Linked DNA regions of Mus musculus: regions 1, 2 and 4 are each linked to region 3. Evidence: chromatin contacts called from public HiChIP or PLAC-seq and promoter capture Hi-C data. All regions are on one chromosome and are shown on one strand. Each heading gives the region's core, a stretch centred on a gene start, on an enhancer-like site or on the middle of the called end of the contact. The rest is flanking DNA. Distances are from core to core; before and after follow the strand shown.

The links. Promoter capture Hi-C pulls out the DNA fragments that hold promoters and counts their contacts. HiChIP or PLAC-seq counts read pairs in DNA pulled down with a chosen protein or histone mark.
Region 1: a promoter capture Hi-C map of liver shows a contact between it and region 3, with 3 times the contacts expected there. The contact joins the promoter of Pik3c2a here to the promoter of Copb1 in region 3. A contact is called at or near these places in 3 of 39 promoter capture datasets (the 3T3-L1 cell line, hippocampal neurons and liver).
Region 2: a contact with region 3 is called in a promoter capture Hi-C map of hippocampal neurons, with 5 times the contacts expected there. The contact joins the promoter of Rps13 here to the promoter of Copb1 in region 3. A contact is called at or near these places in 4 of 39 promoter capture datasets (the 3T3-L1 cell line, cranial neural crest, hippocampal neurons and 1 more), 1 of 115 datasets of contacts at active chromatin or transcription factors (astrocytes) and 1 of 9 other capture datasets (liver).
Region 4: a contact with region 3 is called in an H3K27ac HiChIP or PLAC-seq map of extraembryonic endoderm stem cells, with 11 times the contacts expected there. The contact joins the promoter of Usp47 here to the promoter of Copb1 in region 3.

The regions. Positions count from the first base shown.
Region 1 is chr7:116,441,803-116,445,479 of GRCm38.p6, forward strand. Pik3c2a (phosphatidylinositol-4-phosphate 3-kinase catalytic subunit type 2 alpha) reads right to left here and starts at 1,656. Exons shown (of 33, transcript NM_011083.2): 1 at 1,502-1,656.
Region 2 is chr7:116,332,890-116,336,254 of GRCm38.p6, forward strand. It overlaps Rps13 (ribosomal protein S13), which reads right to left and starts at 1,301. Exons shown (of 6, transcript NM_026533.3): 1 at 1,196-1,301; 2 at 1,011-1,059; 3 at 807-885; 4 at 40-209. The coding sequence starts at 1,218. It overlaps Snord14a (small nucleolar RNA, C/D box 14A), which reads right to left and starts at 368; the gene lies at 282-368. Gm10589 (a long non-coding RNA gene) reads left to right here and starts at 1,280. Exons shown (of 2, transcript XR_869889.2): 1 at 1,280-1,393.
Region 3 is chr7:114,252,866-114,256,442 of GRCm38.p6, forward strand. Copb1 (coatomer protein complex, subunit beta 1) reads right to left here and starts at 1,815. Exons shown (of 22, transcript NM_033370.3): 1 at 1,741-1,815; 2 at 1,005-1,154. The coding sequence starts at 1,095.
Region 4 is chr7:112,022,067-112,025,587 of GRCm38.p6, forward strand. Usp47 (ubiquitin specific peptidase 47) reads left to right here and starts at 1,440. Exons shown (of 29, transcript NM_001357952.1): 1 at 1,440-1,680. The coding sequence starts at 1,642. It also overlaps Gm3960.

The DNA of each region.
Region 1 (3,677 bases), core at 406-2,905, 2.2 Mb after region 3:
CAGAAAGTTGTTTCTAAAATCCTGAAAGCAAACAAGTCAACCTTTATGCTCTATAAAAATGAAAAAAGATTGAGACCACTAAAGTATAATGTTTGCAAGTTAGACTGCAAGCAACATGCACACCAATCATAACCCAGCTTTGCTTCCTTTATTATTATTATCATTTTTAGAGACAGTGTCTCACTAGGTAGACTAGGCGGACCTTAAATGTGACTCTCCTACCAGAGCTCTGCAGTGCAGACAAGCATTGCAATTATAGGGTGCACCACCATGCCCAAGACAACGGAGGTTTTTACAAGACAAACTGCTTTCAATATGAATTCCGCCAGCACCCATGGGAATCTGTGGAGGTGCTGTATTTATTATGTATCTATGTTAAAAATCACTTTGAAACTAAGTTTGAGTTAACAAATATCTCTCTCTCAGTTACAATGCTTTTCAGTATTCAAAACACTGAATGCCAAACTTGCAGGCAGTTTCAAAAACTTGAAAATTTCAACCAAGGCACTTCAGCGTGGTCTGTAACCTTGAATAACCAACTCCAATTACAGCAGAGCTACTTAACAGTTTCTCGTGGAGAAAGAACCATCAGGGAGGCAAGAGTACAAAGTCTTCCCTGGAACCAGTGTTCCAGGACCTCTGCGCAGCCTCTCTTCCCGAACACTACTTCACCAACCCCCTAAGAATAGCCTTTTATTTTCTGTCCTTGGCTTGAGATGTACCACATTCAGTGATCTCCCCCCCCCCCCGCCCCCCGCCCCGAAGGCAGTATTCTTCCTGACACCTACCTGGAAAGATTTAGGGATACTTTTTAAGAAGTAATCTTGTTCAAACAGGGATGCTTCCTTCGTGTCACTGAATTCAAACACCCACTGGCTAAAATAAAAATATACTAATTAGGACTTCACCTTCTATCAGGACAACACGGTGAAAGAACTACCGTATACACTCCCCTCCTCTTCAATTATTCCTTGTTCCTCAGTCACGCAGGAAGAGTTAAATATTCTTACTTTAATGCCCTAGCAGAAAGATGATGCACTAAATATACACAAATATCATTGCGTTCCCAAAGCAAGCAGTTTCTGGATTTTTGTTTTAAGGTAACGAGGTGAAGGGTCTCAGAAGAAAAAGAACCACCCGAGGCTCTAAAAACCGAGCTGGGAGAGGAGAAGGAAGAGGCCATAGCAGAAGTTCAACAGCCACTCTCCAGAACAGTCGGGACAGGAGCCTGGGACCGCCACCGCGGCTCCCTCGCTGTCCCGGGGGACCGTGGGGTGGCTTCCCCTCCCCCGCCCCCCGAGGGACAGCAGCGTCCGGCGGCCCGCGACAAAGGGGCCTGGCGCGGGGCGCTGGCGACCGTCGGGTGGGGGACGGGGCCCCGAGGAAGGAGTCAGAGAGGATGGAGTGACCAAGGGGCACGGCGGCCGGGTCCCTCCCCTCTGAGTCCCTCGGCGGCTGCGCAGAGCCAGGTCCCGCTCCGCACGCACCGGCAGCCCCTCACCTCACGCTGCGGGAGTCTTGGTCTTCACCGCAACCCGAGCCTTCGCGCCCTCCAAGGTCCGAGCCATGTTTTTCTCCCGCCTCAGCTGGCTCAGCCGGCCGCTGAGGAGAGCTTCGACTGACTCCGCGGCCAGCCGAGCTCTGCACGTCACTTCCGATGGTGCAAGCACCGCCCCCGTACTTGAGCGCCTTGCGATTGGCCGACGCGGATGGCCTACCTGAGATGGCGGGCGGGGCGCAGGCGGAGCCTGAAAGGCAGCAGCGGGGAGGTTGCGGGATGGAGTGTGGTTGCCCCGGGGAATGGGTGTCTTAGGCGCGGCCGGCCGGGGGCCTCTCGGGGAGGCTACCCCGGGACTCCTCCTGGCCGGCCTCGAGCTCCGAAGCGCCCTTTGTTCCCGGGCCCTGTCCCAGCACCGCGCGCCTCTGATCTCTGGCTTGCGGTTGCCTGGTTTGAGGTTTTGGCCCCAGGCCGCCCAGAGATTAGCTTGGTTTGGAAGACAGAAAAGAACAGTCAAGACGAAATCTTTCATTCCCTCCAGCGGTCGGCGAGCTCTCGCGGACGTTCAGGTGCTTCGAAGTTTGCATTAGCTCGTCGTGTGGGCCCTGGAAAGGGCTGGATGCGTGCGTGCGGCGTTCTCGCCTTGGTGTTTGCTGACAGCCCCGCCGCGGCCAGGTGGGCAAGGTTAGCCCGGTAATAACAGCGCTCGGCCAGACATCACACCCAGGCCCCATAGTAATCATACCTTTCTCGTGAGCGCGGACTGCAATTGGGCTTGTAAAGAGTTTAGCGCTCTGTTGTCTGATTCAAAACTGTGAAGCAGATGGGAGAATTATTCCCGTTTTACAGATTGCAAAAGACGACTGTCGGTAACTGTCGGAGGAGAGGAATGGCAACGTAAACTGGCAGAGTCTGCTTGGGTTTTGGGATTTCGAAGTGTATTCCCAGCATTTCCCCCTTTCCTTTAGTAAGGGAGGAGAGACCTCTGATCCTTTTGGTTTAAATAAACACGCTTGCACTTCTAGAGGCTGGATGAAGTTCTGCTTTAAGGGGAAGCGGGAGAAGGGGGCAGGGAAGGAGGGCAGGGAAGGGAATATGAGAATGTGGCATCTTCCTGTAGTCCAAGCTGAAGCTAAGACAGGAGATTACTCTAAAGCTCAGCAGTTCAGGACCTGTCTCCAAAAACAAACAAACAAACCTAGCTCAGTGGTAGTGCACCTAAGTAGGTTTAGTCTCCAGCACTAGCTGAAAGCAAAAGGAAAGGCTATTCTAGGGAGAAGTCTAGGAGCAACTTCTGGCTGTACCACCCTCCCTCCCAGCCCCTAGCTGTCTACTAGCCCCACCTCCACGCAAGCTTACACACCCCAGAAGAATGTCCCTTAGGAATCTGCTCAGCTCTACAGCATTGTTCTGCTTTATCTTCTCATCAAAGGAGGAATTTATACACTTGGCAGCTCTTCCTCAAGATTTAAAAGGGTGAGGAAAAGGAATTCTCTCAGGACTGGCTTCCTACCTTCTGCTGGAAAACAGAGTGTGCCTTTAGGAAAGAAAAGAAAACACTGAGTCTTATGGGAAGATAACTTGGTGTTCTCTCTCTCTCTCTCTCTCTCTCTCTCTCTCTCTCTCTCTCTCTCTCTCTCTCATCTCTCTGATCGAGAAAGGGAACTATCTTCTTTTGGTCCCTGGTAGCTTATGCCCTCCCTGGTTTGACTCAAACAAATCCTTGTTGAAATTCTGGCTTTCTCATTTATTGTGGCTTTTGTATGGCCCCACAGGTAGGAAGTGCAGTAGACTGAGAAGCTGAAGACTTAGGTAGCTTCCAATTGCAAATTGTTAGGTGTCAAGAAGCTGGGCTAGGAGCCCCCTCTCAGCCCCTCCTCTGCCTGGCAGTGGTGCCTGCCGATGGTTGTTAAACAATGTGAACAGACTTGTAAAGAAAGTGCAAACCATGCTTGCTGTCCTTTGAGACCGATTAGACACTAGCTAACAGCTACTTTCTCCTACTGGCTTCAATTTTAAGACTTGATAGTAAAAAGGAAAAAAAAAAAAAAGAATTAAGGGGTTGCATTACATTTAAACTGCTCCAACCATAACTTCCCACAGAGAACTTCATGGCATAGCCAATACCCCCAAACTTCTTCCAGTACCAAGTACGAAATAGGGACCCTTTCTCTTTTAC
Region 2 (3,365 bases), core at 51-2,550, 2.1 Mb after region 3:
AGTGTCTCGACACAACACCTGGTTTGTTGTCCGCCTTACCTTTCTGTTCCTCTCAAGGTGCTTTCGGACAGCAACAGCTTTCTTAATCAAATGGTAGAGATCCTCGGGGAGGTCAGGGGCAAGGCCTTTGGACTTGAGGATTCTCAAGATTTTATTTCCAGTCACAAAACGGACCTGGGCCACCCCGTGTGAGTCCCTCAGGATTACACCTGAAAAGAGAAACACACTCAAGCACACACACATGCGATAAAACCCTAACAGCCAAACTCCAAATTTCCAGCTCACTCAGACATCCAAGGAAGGTCAACCCAACATGGAAAGTCCTTCTGGTGGAAACTGCGAATGTTGGAACACCATCATCACTGTGAGCTTGCCAGAATACATCTGACCAGAGGAAACAATGTGACTTCTACCTTTATATTTAGTATTAACTTAAAAGCAGCCCAACATTTATTTGTACCTATCTTTAAAACTGCATGTTATTGCTTTTAAACCTCAAATTACTTCAGATCAGCTGAGCCCATTTCACATGATTTTTTCTGCATATTTCTAGCGAACTTTTTATATCCTAAAGAGGATATTTTCCTCCGATGAGCAGTTATTCCCAGACTCAGAAGCCAAGCTACCAGAAACGAGTTATTTCCCATTTGTACAAAGTCAGAGCAGCTTAGAATCAATTCAGTTAGATGTGACTCAATCCCAGACAGCCCTTGCTCCGCTGTGGAAGCAGGAGGAACCTTTTTAACATACGGACTAGACACATTTGTTTCTCGAGAGCAGAAGGAAGAGATTACATCAACACTCACCTATCTGGGAGGGAGTCAGGCCTTTCTTGGCCAATTTGTAAATCTGTTCCTTCACGTCGTCAGACGTCAACTTCAGCCACTACAGATGGAAGAGAAATCGGCCTTAGGATGAGAGAGCACGGCGGCAACCTTCCACTTCGGGTCCCATCCTCCCGCGCACCGATCGCTTCCCACGCCGCCCTCCAACCCTCAGCCTCTACTCACCGTGGGGACGCTACGGCGGTAGGGCAGCGCCGACTGGGACAGGCCCTTCCTGAAAACAGAAGATAGGAAGTAAAGCGGCGGCCCGCGCCCCAAGCAGCCCCACTGTCCCTTCACCCGCAGCCCGCATCCTCCTCTCTCAGCCCCGCGCCCCAGCCCCGCAACCAAGGTCGGCGCCGCGGGCTCACCCGGGAGCGTGCATGCGACCCATGATGGCGGAGGTCTGGCAGCAAAGAGAGAACGAGGTAGGAAACGGCACAGGAAATCAAGCCGCACAGGAAGTGACGCCACTCACCGACGTTTGCTCTCGCGCGGGGGCGGGGCTACATAGTGTGGCCACCGGAGCCCGGGAGACTACGCGTCCCAGAAGGCATGGCGGCGAGGCGGTAAGTGTATGGCTGGGTTGCTACGCCTTGAACTCTTGTCTCTAGTCTTGCTCTTAGCCAGAGCAGCAAGTCTGTCTCTAACATCTCTTCGGAAGTCGCATCTGAGGGGACCTAGGGCGTGCTCGAGTCCTGGGCTGAAGGATTTGGATAAGCTGCGGGTTTCTCAGGGCTCCCTCTGCAGCCCCGAACTCGTGCGGTGTGGGATGATCGCAAAGCCTAGGTGCAGCCGGCGCTTCTCTCTAGATCGTTAATTCTAGGCTTCCGAGCCCCGCCCGGGTCTGTCCTCCTGTCTGCGCGCCTTTTCTACACAGGTCGGAGCGCAGAACCGCTCACCCCCGTCGGAGAAGAGTTGGGAACGAGGAAAGAAGCTTCGAGAAGATGAGGGGGAAAGGGACTACCCCGGGAGTTGGTCTTTTAAGGATGTCCTAGTCCGGTTCACCACAGAGCGTTCGAAGAATGGGTGAATATAACAATTTATTGTAAATGCAACAAAAAACAACAAAGACATGGACCCAAGAAACTCAGATCTACAAGACCCTGTTGACAAGTGAAGCGTGAGAGGTTTGAAACAGTACTGAAATACTGATCCAGTTTTCTTTTTTGTTGTGTTTGAGACCGGGTCCCTCAATGTAGTTTTGGTTGTTCAGGAACTCGCCTTGTAGACCAGGCTTGCTTCAAACACACGTTAAGTCTTTCTGCCTCTGTCTCTTAAAAAAATGCTGAAATGATGATGAAAGGTTTGAGCCATCATGCCCAGCTGCGTTCTTTTAACCCATTACTAGTTGAATTACGTTTTCCAAAACATTGGGAACTTGAACCAAATTTGTATTTATTTCCTGGCAAAGTTGTATTTGATTAATTAACCAGATTCACACTTTTAGCCCAGATATGTGATCCGAACATCAAGCTTGGCTTCAATTCGCAATCCCTAAGCAAGAATACTTCATTTCACTCTAACACATTTGTCCGAATACAAATTTAGGGTTCAATAGTCTTTCTCATTTCCACGAGTCACTCCAACACATCTCACCACAGAAACGTATCAAATACTTCATTGTTTCCACGGGTACCCCAATCCTATCCATCATCTCTCAGGCAGCTTAAGTGGTGTCCCATTATGTATACAATCCATTGTCTGCCTAGTGGTTAGTGGTCTCTTTGTAAATCCCTCTAAATTGTGTGTGTTAAAGATTGATTTATTGATTTATTTATTTAATATAAGTACACTGTAGCTGTCTTCAGACACTCCAGAAGAGGGCATCAGAACCCATTATAGATGGTTGTGAGCCACCATGTGGTTGCTGGGAATTGAACTCAGGACCTCTGGAAGATCTAAATTGTTTTTAAAGACTTTTACTGTGTGAATATGGGGTAAGAGGATAACCTTGTGTAGTCTTTTCATCTTTTTACCTGGCTTTGAATATCAAACTAGAGTTGTCAGTGCACAGCAAGCACTTTTGGCTACTGAGCCATCTCAGGGGCTCTCTTTTTATATTTTCTCCATGTATTTGAAATAAAACCCAAGTCCCTGGCCTCATGTCCTTCCACTTTGCCCTTATTTCTACTCATTCCAAGCACATTTTTTTTTTTCCTTTTTGGCTTTTGAGACAGGTTTCTCTGAATAACCCTGGCTGACCTGGTAGACCAGGCTGGCCTCAAACTCAGAAATTCACCTGCCTCTGCCTCCCAAGTGCTGGGATTAAAGGCACCAAGCACATTTCTTTTTTTTTTTTTTTTAAAGATTTATTATTTATTATATGTAAGTACACTGTAGCTGTCTTCAGACACTCCAGAAGAGGGAGTCAGATCTCGTAAGGGATGGTTGTGAGCCACCATGTGGTTGCTGGGATTTGAACTCCGGACCTTCGGAAGAGCAGTGGGGTGCTCTTACCTGCTGAGCCATCTCACCAGCCCCACCAAGCACATTTCTAATCCTATACATAGTAACATGTCTACCTGGAAAAAAATTAAT
Region 3 (3,577 bases), core at 565-3,064:
TGCCTAAAACCCACATGGTAGGAGAGAGCTGACACCTACACTGGTGCTATGCATGTTTGTCTCCCCACTTCCCACTAATAAATAGTAAAGAATAAGACTGAGAACTGGAAACGGCTCAGTGGCTAACAGCACATAATGCGCTTGCAGAGAACCCACATCGAGTGGCTCCCAGTTCCAGGAGGAGCCTACACAGCTGGCCTTCCTGAGCATTACACACACGGGCACCTCCCCATATACACAATTAAAAATAAATCTTATAAAAATCCAAAGTCTAAAAAAAAACAAGTAAGGTGGAGTATGATTGAGGGAGGCACCTAAGGTTTACCCCTGGCCTCACATATAAATTCACTTTATACATACATGACTAGCACATTTTTGTGCACATACACACATAATAAATAAGAAACTTCCTCAGGTGAAAGGAGGTTGAGAGTAGAAACATTTTATGAAGTATTAACTTACATCATCAGAGAAGTTGAAAGTAAAAGGTGAATAGTGGCCTGCACCTGTAACCCTTGGAGGCTGAACTAAGACCTGACATAAGTTGGAGGCTGCCCTGGCCTATTAGTGAGTTCCAGGCTGACCTAGGGAAAGAGTAAGGCTTTATTTAAGAAGGAAAAAGGAAAACAAAAAGAAAAAAAAAGGACCGTGGCTCACAGAGCCTAGGAGAGTAAGAAGGAAGGAAGGCTGGGAGAGGCGGATTGGTCAATGGCTGCTGAGTACAAGATAAAAAAGTTCAGGTATGACACTGTATACTACAATTAATAACTATATACTGTATATATATTTTTAAAATCTCAAAAAAATAAAAAAATCTCTATGAAAGAATGTGAAATGTTTTCACTATGAAGAAAAGATGAATGTTTGAGATAATTATATTTGACAGGATTTAAATATCAGACCATATAGATATGTATTAAAAAACACCATATTAATTTGTCCATCTTTTACGTTTTTAATCTATCAATTAAAATAATTCCTATTTGAGTTAAGAAACTATTTACCCAGGTCATTTTTTAAGCTGATTTCCGAAGGGGGTTCTGAATCCATTGGCACGTTAATTAACGTATAGCACACGTTCTCGGCTGCCGTCATGGTTTCTGTTTATAATCAACCCAATACAAGATGAAAAGGACGAAAGGTGCCAGGAAAATCTACAAAAATGAATACAAACATCATTAGAAAAAAAAAAAAAAAAGGGAGACAAATTCCGCAAATCAGTCGTGATCTTCTAAACTGCCTGAAGTTCTTCGCGTGTGACTTCGGACGACCTGTAGAGCTCTCCCCACCTTCTCCTTCCGTGAACTCTAGTGACAATCACTCAGTCCCCGTACCCGTCCACTCCCCGACCCAGGGTGTGCAAAGCTGTGGAGTCGAGGTCCACACCACAGTGACAACCCGGAGCACCACGTCACGGGGCCGTGATTGCCAACCTAACACAGTCGGATCTGCTCCAGGAGGGCGGCCCGCGAGCGAAGACGCTGCAGAACCTTGGGACTCCTCGGCTGTGGCGGGTCCCCCGTGGGAATCCCGGCCGCCCCTCACCGGCCTCTGTCTATGCAGGGTCAGGCCTCAGGCGGCGCAGACCCCTGTCCCACCGCCCAGGGGACCGCGGCCCAGCTCCCCGCCCCCACCGCCCGTCGCCGCGGCCTAGTCAAGCGCCCGGCATCTCCCCATCCGGTGGCTCGCTGACCCCGCGCGACCGCCGCAACCCCGCGGCTCGGGGGCCCAGGTCGCTACCTGGCTCCGAGGGGCGGAGGCCGGGAGGGAACCGTGGGACCGCCGACTACCGGTCCGGACAGCCGCTGCCGCGACGGCTCCACCAAGTCCTTGGCTGACGTGGAAGGGGGCGGGGAGACCAGCAAGGATGCAGCTACAGAGCCTGTACGGAGACCCAGAAAGGACAAGCCTCTTCCGCCCTGAGCTGCGCCCTGGAAGTGTGTTGTCTTCTTCCTCTCTCAGAGTTGGTTTCTGCAGCAGTGTAAACAAGTATTTTAGTTTTCCCAGCGAGTTGGGAGCTGACTTAAGCGCTGTGGTCAGTTAGCAGTTCCTTAGGAATTGTCTTCCCAGGAACTAAACTGTACAAAAGAGAAACAGAAAAGTCCTGCAGACTTTCTTCTTCCTTTCACTTATAAACTGGAAACAACCAATTCTTAGGCAGATGATTTCAGAGACCTTAATAAGATGACTAGGTTATATGAAAATACACTTGAGGGCTTAACACCTCTGGTGACCTGAATCTGACTTTATTCAGTTAACTGGAGTTATTGGAGTATCAGAAGTTGTCTGACAACTATCATTTCTACTCTTTATTTAAGAATGGTCTCGGCCAGTCAGTGGTGGCACATGCCTTTAATCCCAGCACTTAGGAGGCAGAGGCAGGCAGATTTCTGAGATGGAGGCCAGCCTGGTCTACGAGTGAGTTCCAAGACAGCCAGGGCTAAAACCAGAAAACAAAATAACAACAGAAGAACAAACAAAAAAAAGAATGGCCTCTTGCTATTCTTTCAAAGCATCCAATACATTAAAAAATTTAAGTATGATTGCCAGACTGGTCTTGAAAGGTGATCTTCAGTTTCTGAGGAGTTGGGATTACAACATGGATACACATACTGTGTATACAAAACCTGCTAACCTCACTTGCAGGATACAGAATACAAACTGTTTTCTCATTTACCTGGAATGCAGCTATTCTAACAATTCTCTTTTCTGGAAACATTGGGTTTAAAAAACAAATCCCCACCACTCAAAATATACCAGAGGCTACATATTTCCAGCACAGAGAACAGCTACCTCTCGGAATTTTGATTTTAGTCTTACTGCCCAGGCTGGCCAACTCCCAATCTACTCCTCTCCTGCCTTAGCCTCCCAAGTGCTGGGATTACAAACAAGCGCTATCATTTCTACTCTTTATTTAAGAATGGTCTCGGCCGGGCTGGTGAGATGGCTCAGTGGGTAAGAGCACCCGACTGCTCTTCCAAAGGTCCAGAGTTCAAATCCCAGCAACCACATGGTGGCTCACAACCATCCGTAATGAGATCTGACTCCCTCTTCTGGAGTGTGTGAAGACAGCTACAGTGTATTTACATAAAATAATAAATAAATCTTTAAAAAAAAAAAAAAAGAATGGTCTCGGCCAGTCAGCGGTGGTACAACATGCCTTTAATCCCAGCACTTAGGAGGGAGAGGCAGGCAGATTTCTGAGATGGAGGCCAGCCTGGTCTACAGAGTGAGTTCCAGGACAGCCAGGGCTAAAACCAGAAAACAAAATAACAACAAAAGAACAAACAAAAAAAAAAGAATGGCCTCTTGCTATTCTTTCAAAGCATCCAATACATTAAAAAATTACAAACAAGCGCTATCACGTCTGGCTTATGCTTAAAAGATGTTTTTAATCTAGGTAATTGTAAGACAACATGATTCTAACAGCCCTCTACTCTTCACCCAGTTCCTCTGTCTCGGGAAGTCTTGCAGGAAACTGACATGTCTCCTCACTGAGACTTCACCAGTTTATAGAATCTCACTTATGTACTTGCTTCTAAACAATATGTTTAGTTCAGTATGATGATCAACAGTC
Region 4 (3,521 bases), core at 190-2,689, 2.2 Mb before region 3:
CTGCAGCCCACCTGTTAAAACATAAAAATTCTAGTTGACATTAGGAAAGATGGAAAATTAGTAGCTGAATTTCAACAAAACCCTTTGTATGGCTGGAAGCTGAAACAGATAAAAATGAGCATTGTATTAGTAATAGTAGTTGAAAATGCACTTCTTCCATTAGGATCAAAATCTTTGTGGGTTACCTTTTTCAGCTTATGACAGCTATTAAAGCCAAGTACAGAAATAACCTGAACACTGAATCAGATATTTTAATAAGTGTTTCACAAAGAATTAGCTTTTAAAAAACTAATGAAACCTAGTCAATCAGAGTGCGTTCACTAAATATTTTCAGTAGGGTTAATGGATTTTTTTATACCATTACTACTTAAAATCTCGTTTATTTTAAATGTCTGTCTTTGCTATAATTTTTAGAATTTGTAGATGTTTTACAGTGCCACAAATAGCAGAATTCTAATAAATCTTACATAACTGTATAGAGAGCTTTTCTTGGGTGTGGGGTGTTCAATAGTAACAAGTTTGGCGAACCAATAGCATAGGTAAAGGAGTTGGCGCTGTGGATGCTGGGTACATGGCACAATGGAATTAACTCAGCAGGCTGTAAGAGGACTAGTTTGCCAAAAGTCTTCATGAAAGACGTCTCACTGGGTCTTCATAATGGAAGGAGTGCGGTGAAGGAAAATGACTAATAGGAGATTTGTTTGGTCAAACACATGGTATTTACCGTCTGGGGAGATTACAAAAAAAAACATATTCAAAAGGACAGCACAGGTTGAAGCGCACCACAGCTCTGCTCTCAAAAGGCTCCCTCAGACTTGGCCCTGTAGGAGGATGACAGCAAGCCACCCAGAAGGGTGCAGGGGAGCACCTCTAAGTGTAGTGACCCCTCTTTAAGGGGCTCCAGGGGCTAGCTGATGGGCACCGAGGTCCCTAAGGAGAGTGGGGCGGCCACGAAAACATGACAGACGAGGACCAGAGCCTTGAGGGCGAAAGCCAGAAAGGCGATTTCTCTACAAGGCGCGTTGTTTACCAGCTCGAGGCCAAAGGTTCCTCAAGTGGGGCTGCAGCGGGGTCGCTGGAGACCAGGAAAGAGTCTGGGGACTGCAGGGCTGAAAGGGGGGCTTTGAACTGGAGCTCGTTCGTGACGCAGGGGCCTCGTCCCTCCCTCGGCCGACAGAGGGAGCCGGAGGATGGGAGGACCGGCTTCCCCGTAGTGAAAAGCGCCTACACCGGCTCTCAACCAGCGTAGCGCGGCGTACCCCGGGGCTGAGCAAGAGGTGAGAAGATCCCGAGCTCACGACGGCCGCCTGCATACCCCAGGCGCCAGACGCCGGGCCGCGCGCCCACTGCGTTGAATTCTCGCGAGAGCGGCGGCCGCCATTTTTCCATTGATTGCCGCGGGCCGGGGGAGGGGCGGCGGCGGCGGCGGCAGCGGCGGCGGCAGCAGCGGCGACGGCGGCGGCGCCCTGGGTCGGTGTCTGCGCGCTGGTGTCTAAGGCCTGAGCGGAGGCCTCCTCAGTTGCTGGAGCGCAGGCGGCTGGGAGGATGACTGTCGCTGCCGTTCTCTCCTGAGACACAGCCGCCGCCACCTCCACCAGGCCCCCGCAGGCAGGGCGGAGACGAGCGGTCGGAGTCTGAGCGATGGTGCCCGGCGAGGAGAACCAACTGGTCCCGAAGGAGGTGAGGGGCCGGCGGGCCAGACTAGGCCCGAAGCCTGCGGTCCGCTCGAAGTCGTGCAGGCCCCGAGCGGGAGGCAAGGCTAGGGCCGGGCAGGCGTGGGGCCGGGTGGACGGTGGGCGCGGCGGGCAGTTGGAGACCGCTGGTTCCCGGGGCCACGTAGCCGAGGGAGAGCTCCGGCTGCGAGGGGCTAACGCATCAAAGACTGGACCCGAGGAGTTGGGTTCTGCTCCCGGGGGTGGGGGGGAGTATTGCGGAGAGAAAGTGGCCTTTGAAGTCCAGACTTCACACACGTCGAGCCGAGAGAGTTAAGAGAGATCGTTTCAAAGAAAACATTCTGGAACAGTTGCCCGTGGGCAGGACGGGGTGACGGTGCTGCTTCTGGGGTTTGACAGCGTATAGCTTACGGGGCTTGTGAAATCGACACCTAAGTTGAGATCTGTGGGAGGGCAGACTTAACTGTTAAAGAGTTGTCGGTCTCCCCACCCCCCTCCCCCCAGCCTCCATTCCCCCTCCTGTTACTTCGTAGTACTATCGGCCAGCCTAAATGGGGCCTACCCAGGATCGTTGAAAAAGTAGTTAAGTGGGGCTTGAACGGGAGGGTAAGAGATAGCCGAGTTAATTTCACCATATGGAGAGACGAAACGTTGTTTTTGTGTGTAATTTTGGTCTTTTTCTGGTGTTGCCAACTTGGGTGACTTAAATTCTTAAAAGCGAGTGACATAAGACTCCCGGACTTCTTGGCTTCCCTTGAACAGTCAGTAGTAGAAGATTAAAGGTAGAATCCTGCACTGGCCAGTGGATTTCGACATATTAATAGTCCGTTGGCTTTATAAATATCCTCAGCATATTCAAACATGTATTTTTAACTGCTGGTCGTCAGGCTTAATGCTTTGGACTTTTATATCTCATATACCTTAAATAGATGCCAAGTGTTAAGTTGAAATTAGGATGGTAGGATCTTGATATTTATACACGATCATTTCGGATTCCTAAATGTTTAGGTTTTGTTTGTTTGTTTTTTAATTGTAGCAATTTGTTGCTACACAGACAACCCCTGGCACAATGCAAAGTGACTTTATTTTGTACCTGAATAGTTAAAATTTCCCATCTTTCCTTAGATGGATAATAAGTTGATTTTTAGGGTTTTGTTTTGCCGTTTTGAGGTAGGATCTTACTATGTGGACTTTGAAGTACAGACTTGGCTGGCTTGGAACTCACTTGTAGATAAGCTGGCCTGGAAATTCTTAAGAGGTTTCCCTGTCTGTCTCCCCCGATGCTGGGATTAAAAGTGTGTGCTATCAAACTCAGTGGAGTGCCTGTTTGCTGTTTAAGGCTGAGTTGTGTGTGTGTCAGTATTTTATCTGTCAGACATCTCTAAGTCTCAGTACAGCAGATAAGCACGAACTAAAGATCTTGCCTCTGGAACAGTTTCAACAACTGAGAGTTAGGAAGTCGGGAATGTGAGTCCTCCTATGGTCCAGTCCGGCATTTTGAACTTTGTACTAAGTAACAAGGAAGGAAGGAATAGGTTTTACGAGAAAGCTAACCTTCATTTCCTTTGGTGCTGGTTTCCAATCTTAAGAAACAAAATTAACCCTTAATTTCCAACATTTAGAAAATAGAACAACAAGTACAACCCTGCATAATATTATATTAATGACTCGGTTTGTAGAAGTCCTGATAGAGATGTGCACATATCCTGCTTTGCACAAACTTACCTGTTGTTTTAAAAACTGATATTGCAATGCTAGTTTCACCTCCGGGACGATTGAACTCTCGATTATCTGAGGAGATCTCCCTTATCAGATGAACCTAACTTTTTTTTCCTTCTGGATGTTATG